Regions from separate parts of the Rattus norvegicus genome. Here all the other regions are linked to region 1. Evidence: chromatin contacts called from public Hi-C data. All regions are on one chromosome and are shown on one strand. The core of a region is the stretch at or near the end of the contact, and the rest is flanking DNA. Distances in the headings are between cores, read along the strand shown.

The links. Hi-C and Micro-C count contacts between places; a contact is called where the count stands out from the background.
Region 2: a Hi-C map of hepatocytes shows a contact between it and region 1, with 2.1 times the contacts expected there. The contact joins the promoter of Psd4 here to the enhancer-like site in region 1. A contact is called at or near these places in 7 of 12 Hi-C or Micro-C datasets (the A7r5 cell line, the Rat2 cell line, Schwann cells and 4 more).
Region 3: a Hi-C map of liver shows a contact between it and region 1, with 4 times the contacts expected there. The contact joins two enhancer-like sites. A contact is called at or near these places in 12 of 12 Hi-C or Micro-C datasets (the A7r5 cell line, the Rat2 cell line, Schwann cells and 7 more) and 1 of 1 datasets of contacts at active chromatin or transcription factors (oligodendrocytes).

What each region holds. Positions count from the first base shown.
Region 1 is chr3:27,732,405-27,735,240 of GRCr8, reverse strand. No RefSeq gene overlaps it. Among named protein-coding and RNA genes, the nearest start is that of Pax8, 93 kb to the right of the region's middle. Within about 2 kb of position 1,385, at least 8 of the 93 cell types and tissues checked have an H3K27ac peak or open chromatin away from gene starts, as enhancers often do. A contact at or near this core is called in hepatocytes and liver, where this site is marked.
Region 2 is chr3:27,533,971-27,536,806 of GRCr8, reverse strand. It overlaps Psd4 (pleckstrin and Sec7 domain containing 4), which reads right to left and starts at 1,367. Exons shown (of 19, transcript NM_001134881.1): 1 at 1,250-1,367; 2 at 479-711.
Region 3 is chr3:27,585,037-27,587,872 of GRCr8, reverse strand. Pax8 (paired box 8) reads left to right here. Exons shown (of 12, transcript NM_031141.2): 11 at 1,443-1,529. Among named protein-coding and RNA genes, the nearest start is that of Psd4, 51 kb to the right of the region's middle. Within about 2 kb of position 1,477, at least 13 of the 93 cell types and tissues checked have an H3K27ac peak or open chromatin away from gene starts, as enhancers often do. A contact at or near this core is called in liver, where this site is marked.

The DNA of each region.
Region 1 (2,836 bases), core at 136-2,635:
TATTTCCTGGGGGTGTTTCTTCATTCTCTGGATGTCATTTTCCTCAGTTAAAATAGTTCTCTAGAAGAATTGAAAAGGTTAAAGCAGTGACAGTGAAGACAGAGCTTTGCATAACGAAATTTTCACTAAGAACACAGAAAATAATGGCTGTGACTGTCCCCTCTGTGTCTGCCAATAATGGCAGGGTGTCCAGAATACCAGCCCAGCAATGGGGAGGGGACAGAGAAGTTGGAAAAACATCCCCTGGTCCTTTGAGCACATTCCCAAGATACCAGACCAGCCACCAGCATTTCCCAAGCCTCCCCCAGGCCCTGGGAAACTGTTCAAATTGAGCTCATTCCATCCTCAGGAACAGTCTTGACCCCCCACTTGCTATCTGATATTCAAAGAGCCAGGTATCAGCCATGTAGGATATGGTCTTCTGGGCGTCAGTAGGCACGTGAAAGATGTGTCCTAGAAAAAGTTAGTCAGTGCCAGGGAGAGACGGCTCTGCATGTATGTGTAGCAGAGGAGTCTTAGTGAGAGGAGAATCTAGTCATCCACACGGAAGGCAGGACACAAGGGGCAAAGACGAACAGAAGTCCAGTGGCCACTGACGATCAGGATGGGCCTGCTTCCCAGGCCGTGGCGACATGGGCTAAAGAGTTCAGGCCTGGCCTAAATGCGGAGTCCAAATGTCAGCCCGAATGCATAGTTCGAGAAAACGGACACATTTCCCAAGTGATTCCTTCACTTACAACTGAAGAGAGCTGCTGACTCTGTCTTGGGAGGGCTGTGAGGGTTACACGATGCACGTCATAGAAGATGCTTGGTAACATTCTGCACGGTGAGCATCTCTTTGGGCACATGACTGTGGGCTAAGTGAGTGTTCATGTTCCTTTCCTTCACTTTCTGAGATTGCCAGACCACTCCTCCTGGCCTCCAATGTTTATCTACAGCTTAGACCATTTAACTTATGAAAAACGCTACAAGGTGTCTCCCAGAAGAAGCCCTAAGACGGAGGGCTCCTGCAGCCAAGGCAGGAAAGGTGCAATCTCATCTGAAGGCTGTCTCAAGAGGGCCTGGACAAGAGAACAAGCCCACCTGTGCAGGGTGGGAGGGGCTCCCCTCTGGCAGGGCTTCTCAACCTTCCTAATGTTCCTCATGTGGCGACACCAACCGTAAAATTATCTCATTGTTTCTTCACAACTGTAACTTTTCTACTGTTATGAATGGTGGTATAACTATCTGGTGTGCAGATCTGATGTGTAACCCTTCCGAAAGGGTCATTTGACACCCAAAAGGGTTGTGACCCACAGGTTGAGTACCACTGTCCTATGGCTGTTGTTCTCCCTCTGGTGAAACCTGCCCGGCAGCAGTCTTTATTGACCAACTTACTCAAGGGCCAAAGGTCAAGATCTGACACTAGTGCTAGGACCTGAGGAAAATCATGAGCTGTGGCACTCGGCATGCTTTGGTGAGTGCTGCAATGCCACTGTGAGCTTACATCATGGCACCTACAGGTTAGCGTGGCTGGTTCCCCACAGGTGCTCCTGCATAAAGAAACAGAAGTCACCACCAGCTGCATGGAGCTTTAGGGACACTGTCTGGCAGCCATTTCAACCGTAGGACACATTCTTGTCCACTTACCCATAAACCTAACACTCCAGGAAAATCTTGATATCACTCAGTGGTGTGGTTCTAAGCACAGGTTCCATGATGCTTCCCCTGGAGACGAAGAACTGTCTGCCTAGTGCATTCTTTTTTTTTTTTTTTTTTTTTTGGTTCTTTTTTTCGGAGCTGGGGACCGAACCCAGGGCCTTGCGCTTCCTAGGTAAGCGCTCTACCACTGAGCTAAATCCCCAGCCCATGCCTAGTGCATTCTTAAAGCACTGACAGCCTCTTCTTCCCCTGGCTCCTGCACTGCCTCTGAGAGTGGAGTGGCTCCCTTGCAGTCCGACCTTACAGTTCTCTGATAGCCTCCAGCTTCTTTGAACACCCACAAGGACCTCTTAGGAGTAAGAGCTTTTGCCTGGGAGGTTCTGAGCTCTAAGCCCAACTTAGTTCTTTGTTGGTCATGGGCCCCTGGCAACAGAGTTGCCTGTTACAGAGTTTCTGTGCTTGTTCTTCAGAGGGTGGTAAAGTGGACTAAACAAAGCAGGAATAAATAAAACAAGGTTATGAAAGGATTTCAGGTGGCACTAAGTGCCGGAAAAAATCATGACAAGGAATAAGGAAGGAGATTTTATGCCAGGCAGGTAGCACAGGGCCTGAGTTCAATAAACATTGTCACTAGTGACTGGCTTCCGTCTTGGGGTGGTTCTGTCTAGCAACCTTACTCCAAAAAAGATCCTTTTTTTGTCCATCTTCCCTGCAGTGACCTGATGACTCCCAGCTGTCCCTCTGTCCGTCCCTCTGTCTTTACTCAGCTCCCTGGCTCTCCTGGGCTTCTCAGGCCAGTACCCTGGGCTTGGATCTGGTCCAGTGTGGATCTTGGTGTTGTAACCCACTTCACTGACCTCCCTGGCATCTTGCAGTCCTTGCCTCTCAAGGGTCCACGCGGTCTGTAGCAAACTCTCAGTCACGTCGAATGCCTCTTCATCCATGCGCTGTGTGGTCCAGCAGCCAGGCAGGGCTCTACTCATGTCACAGCTGTATTCCAAAGCTTCTCCAGTCTGCACGTCCTAATCTTATTCCCAGTCTGTGACTTTGCCTCTTTGCTGACGCGTCAGGCCCCAGCCTTCGGCATCTCTACATCCTGCTAGAGAGAGCTAACCCACCACATGGCCTATCTGTAGATCACGAGGAGAGCAGAGCAAGGAGGGAGGGCCTTGACAGCCAGCACTTGGGTAGGTAA
Region 2 (2,836 bases), core at 118-2,617, 200 kb after region 1:
GACAACAGGCCATGTCTCCTAGGAAGACATAGCCCTATCTTAGATCTAAACAACACCAAAAGAAATGTTCTTGGGACTTCAGGGAGGGTGACCTAGACATACTCATTCATTCAGTGCTCTCTGAGGGCTCCTCCCCACCTCATTCATGCAGTGCTCTAAGGCCTTAGAAGTAAGTTTGTAACTCCCCATCACTGTTCTGTGGAGACTTGTAGGCCTTGAAGATGGTAGCACTTCCCCACCTTACTTAGGATGTCTGCTGCATCCTCTCTAGCCAAGGGACAGTTTCTCTCATTTTCCTGTCACATCTCTCCTCATCCCGAGATAAGGCAAGAGAGTTCATAATGCCTAAGTATGCGGCAGCAGCTGCTGCTGCTTAGTGAGTATCCATTGAATAAAGGAAGGAAGGAATCTTCCCACGACCCTACAGGAACAGAAAAGGCTATGCTGGGAAGACAATACTCACTTCCTGTTCACTAACCTTGACCTTGAGGTGTTTCTCCGCAGAGGAACCATAGAAATCCAATTAGATGTTAATTACATCCAATCACCTTAGGGCTTGGGGAAGGGGCTGGGCTAATGAGGTTTGCAGGCAAGTGAGAATGGAGATATTCAGCACTTGAATTTGATGCTGGCCTCACGACCTAGACATACAGGTTGTGAACTGAGGACTGGTGGACACATATATTAGGGGAACAAAAGCCGGCCTATACCCTGGAAAAACCCAGCATAATTCGCACCCCGGTTCCATTGTCATTCTACTGAAAGGACAAGTAAGGCTGAATCCTAAGTCTCGAAAGGAACCAGAAAGAAAGGTGACTTATCACCTGAATGGATTATGTTTACCTTCCCAAGAATGTCTGCTGTTTTCTGGACAGACATAACCAGAAGAGCTCAGGAGAAGGGCCAGTGCCAACCATGTGGGAAAGAGCTGCGGTTCTCCAAGATATCAGCACCTTCCTGGGGCCAGCCCTTAAGCTCCCAGTAAACATGTGTCATCTGGGAGGAGCACCTCAGACGTCATCACAGTCACCAGAGAACATCTTTAAAGGCTCCTGCTTTACCGAGGGCTCCAGCAGTCGAAGAAACCCCATACCAGGATTGATCAGTGGGGCTCAACTAAACTTTATCTCGTCAGTTAGGCCTTATTCTTGGGGTCCCTGCTAGCTATCGAGCCTCCTACAACTTCTCCCCTACTCAGACCTCTAGTCCTGGACGTTCTGGCCCCAGTGGGCTCTCCTCAGGTGCTCACCTGCTAGTCTTGACCGGTGCACGGCGCAGCCACAGTGGAGACACCTTCAGGAGGACGTCAGATCGAATTCTTGCCACTGCAGCCGAGCCCTTCGCATGTGCCTGTCTCCACGTCCCGCTGGGCTCCGGCAGCCCGGGCGCCCCTTTGGCTCCGGGCCCAGGAGCCGGCCGGAGCCGCGAGGGCTGCGGGGAGGCGCAGCGCTGAACCGGGTTTCCGGGAGGGCGGCGATCGGAGGTTTGGGCGGGACAGGCTAGAGCGAAGCCGTCCGACTGGTCTGACCAGGGCGCTGGGCTGGGCGGCGGGCTTGGGCCGGACTCAACCCGCTCACAGAGCCGCGCTCCTCCACCCCATTTAGTTGATTTTGTCAAGCACATATACCAGAAACTGGCCAGATCCGCACAAGCTGCCCCAAATGGGATAATAATTAAGCATCCCCACAAATCCATTATTTCTTACTCATTTAGTAGATACAAGCAAAGAATCATTATTGGAGCTCAGAGTTTCATCTGTGTTGCAACTGTTGACCCACTGTGATTGGGGACATGCTGGCAAACAGCTGCGACTGGAAATGCAAAGACATTTTCCCAAACTTAATCTTAGACATGGACTGACATTTTGCAAGAAGTTCTGTATTTTCAATAGCTCTCTCTCTCTCTGGCGCCATCCAGAGTGTATTCCCATCACTCTAGATAGGACATAGACTGGAAATTTGAATGAAGTGTTTTCTGTGTATCCGGTCACATTTTAGCTGCCCTAGAAACTTACAGTTTGGAAAAACTAATTGCCTGAAACACGGCTGACAAATTGTGCTTTAAGCAACAACCACAGGTAATATGTGTGGCGTGCTGGGTTCCAGGTTATAAAGTATGTGTGTTAACACATTTAATCTTCACAAGCTTCAAGATAGGAAGTGGGTAAGTGACCACAAAATAAGCACATAACACACACACACACACACACAGAGAGAGAGAGAGAGAGAGAGAGAGAGAGAGAGAGAGAGACAGACAGACAGACAGACAGACAGACAGACAGACTTGGGACCTAAAGGCATGCTCCTGCCAGCTGCTTTGCTGTTTTGAGACATGCTGATGAAAAGGTATAAATTGTGAAGGGCTCTGAACTAATTCTTGTGTATCTCCTGTGAGCATGCCACACAGTGAGTGGCCTCTATGAGATGGGAGAAGGAACCACACACATCAAAAGCTGCAGCCCACCTGGCAGATTAGCATGCTGAGTGTGTGTGTAGGGCTGCTGGAGGTGGGAATTTCTCTAAGAGTGGAAAATTCTAACCAAGGAGGGAGCTCCCTAAGTGGGAGTGCATGGGCCTATAGACTCCTCTCAAGTCCCTGAGACTCCTGAATGCATATGGGGCTGGATTACAAGTAACTCAAAGAAAACCACCCTAAGCCTTGGAACCTGGCTTGAGTCTCGGCAGTTCAGACAGTCCTATAAAAAACACCTTGGGGCTTCGCATTGAAATTCCACAGTAGTCACACCTAGAGGACCAAGATATGCTTCTAATAGAGGAAAATAACAGAATTCAGAGCATCTGTGAGTCATTCACAATGATCCTTACATAGCAGTCGA
Region 3 (2,836 bases), core at 228-2,727, 150 kb after region 1:
AGTCCTTTCAGCAAGCAGATATCAGGCAGCTGTAGTTAAATCCTGAAGAAACTGTCAGCCTCACCAATGGGTCTGAGGCAAGGCTATGGAGGCCCCAGACACATTGAGAGCTCATGAAGCTCCCCTACCTCAGGCTTCCATTCCTTATATACACATGACTACTCCTCCACAATGAGGAAGCACTGCTCGCCCAGCCCAGGCTCTAAGTTTGTGTGGCTGAGCTGAGCATCCACTGAACTTTTTTTTTTTTTTGTACCTGTTTCAGGAATAAAAAGAAACCAACATTTATTGATACTGCTTTTATCAAGAGCATGATTCTAAGCATTTACTATTCCCTATCTCATTTAATGTTCACCAAAATCCCATGAGATACAGACAAGAGTTTGCCCTGTATAATAGGCAAAGGAAGTAAGGCATGGGAGAAAGACACACACACACACACACACACACACACACACACACGCATGAGAGAGAGAGAGAGAGAGAGAGAGAGAGAGAGAGAGAGAGAGAGCCAAGTCCAGAGCTGAGGAGTTTTAAATCTTCATCCAGAGTCTGAAGGAGGGAGATAAGAAGTCACGTAAAAAGCCAGGGCATTTAGCTCACAATCACAGATGAGTTCTGAGAGACTAAACATTTTTGAATATAAAGTTGACTAGAATCTGACTGGGTTTGTAAGTGAAGTCATCTGGCAAATGCTCGAAGGAATCACCTGACATTTAGGATCAAGAGTTCTAACATCAAGTTCATGCTCCATCGCCGGTCTGCAGTGCACGCGCAGATGAGCTTCTTCCTCAGTCACGGGGCTGGTTGGGAGAGACGGAAAAGGCAGAGCTTTGTAAGCTTCAAACCAAATGATAGGTGGAGTAGTCAGCTCACCCGTTTGCTGTTGTGGAAGGGAATTCTTCAGTAAAGTCTTTGGTTCTTTTGGGAAAGCCAAAGATTAGCTCACAGAGAAAGGAGCCCAGCATACATCATATGAATTCATGGGCTGAGTCTGCCTAAAGCAAGAGCTCAGCTTTCCTGAGGGTTGGCCCCCTCCTTCACCACCAGCCCCTCTCCCTGTCATGGGCTCCTCTGGAAAGTTTCATCTGTAGAAAGTACAAGCAGCCGACACAGTGCGATTGGAATCTGGCTCAATGTCTATAGTTTTGGCAGTTTCCACACTACCTCAGATTTCAACTTGTGTGAGTTTCTGGAGCCTCACTTTACCTGGAAAATGGAGATTATGATGTCTGCCTCTGGGGAGGGGGGGGCTCTTGGGGACTGCAGTGTACGAAGGAGCTGCTCAAAGTGACCCATACTGTGGGGCCTCCTGAGCTTCACTGTCCAGTGCCACTCATTCTTGGACTCGGTCTTGTCAGTCCCACAGATCTGTGTCCCTGTCCCAATCCCTGTACAGTTGTCATGAACCTCACAGTTCTCTTGCCTGTGTGCTCCAACAGGAAGTGAGTATTCTGGCAATGCCTACAGCCACACCCCGTACGCCTCCTACAGTGAGGCCTGGCGCTTCCCCAACTCCAGCCTGCTGAGTAAGTTCCTGGGTTTGTCCAGGGGAGGGTTGGGGGAGGGGAACGAAGCCAGGCCAAAAGAGCTGGGAGGCCCCAGGTTGGAAGGTACGTCTAGAGAGATGGCAGTCGTCACAGAAGAAATCAGCAGCAGATCACAGTAGCTGGTAGGTTTAGGGGGGAGAACAGAAGGTCGAACCTTCTACCTCTTTTATAAATGTCCTTCCCACAGCATGTCTGTTCAAATTTCATTTTGTGTAAAATTTGGGAATCAGGCCTTGAAGGTCAAGGGTTGAGAAAGGCTAAGCTACATTCAAGCCAAGGCCAGGAGGCACCGTTCAGGAGCAGACTGCTAGCTACTCTCCTTCCTGGGAACTGAGGCCAAGGTGACATCTTGCTCATTGGTTATCTAAACAGGTTGAAGACAGTCATGAGTCACCACAAAGGCTTTCTTCCACCCATTTCCTTATATTTGACTTGAGAAATGAATAATATTCAGGGTTTATATCTGAAAAGTGAGTTTCAGTGAGTTTTGAGGCTACCTTTTCACCCCTGGGTCCCTCAACTGTCTGAGGAAGATTTTGAGGAAAATAAGAGCACAATGGAATTCTTTTAGAGCCTTCCTGAGTGGTGGCCCCATTAGACCCTTGTCAAGTGGTGGCCCCTTGTCAGAGCAAGTCTGAACCAGAGAGAAGGAGTGGAGTGGTCTCAAAGATGTCCAGTTTTACAGACATCCATTTCCTAAAACCCCTTCCCTCCTTCTCATATCTTACAGTCCCAGAAATGACCTGCAGGGGACTTACCCATGCTGTTAGCCAGACACGTTCAATTCCAAGACAGATGTGTTCAAGTCCACATTTAGCCAGAAAGGGCAAAGACAGTGGTGCTGATGGTACTAAGAGGACCTTCGTGTGGAGCTTGCTGGGAGTCCCTCAAGTCCAGAACCCTTCTGGCCCACCAGGAGTACAATTCTTTTGTGTGTTTGGAAGAGCGTGATCTGACCTGCCATTATTTAGGCGAGGCCAGAGAGCACCTGAGTCACTCATTGCGCTCAGTTTTGGAGGTTCTGGGTGTAGCTGTTCTCTGTTGCCTAAAGTGAGAGTGTTAAAGGTCAAAGCAGTCATGAGAAGTAGGAGAAAGAAGCCATCATTTTTCTGGCTAGAAACTCAAAGGTGAGGCCAGAGGAGGAGGAAAGGCTAGAGAGGAGTTAATCTTTGATGATCAGATAGGCGGGGGGGATAAATGATTAACACTTGCTGTCTTAAAGGTCAGCAGATGTAGAGGAATGCTATGGTACAGCTTTCCCTCTGACCAGCAATGCTGTTGTTGTT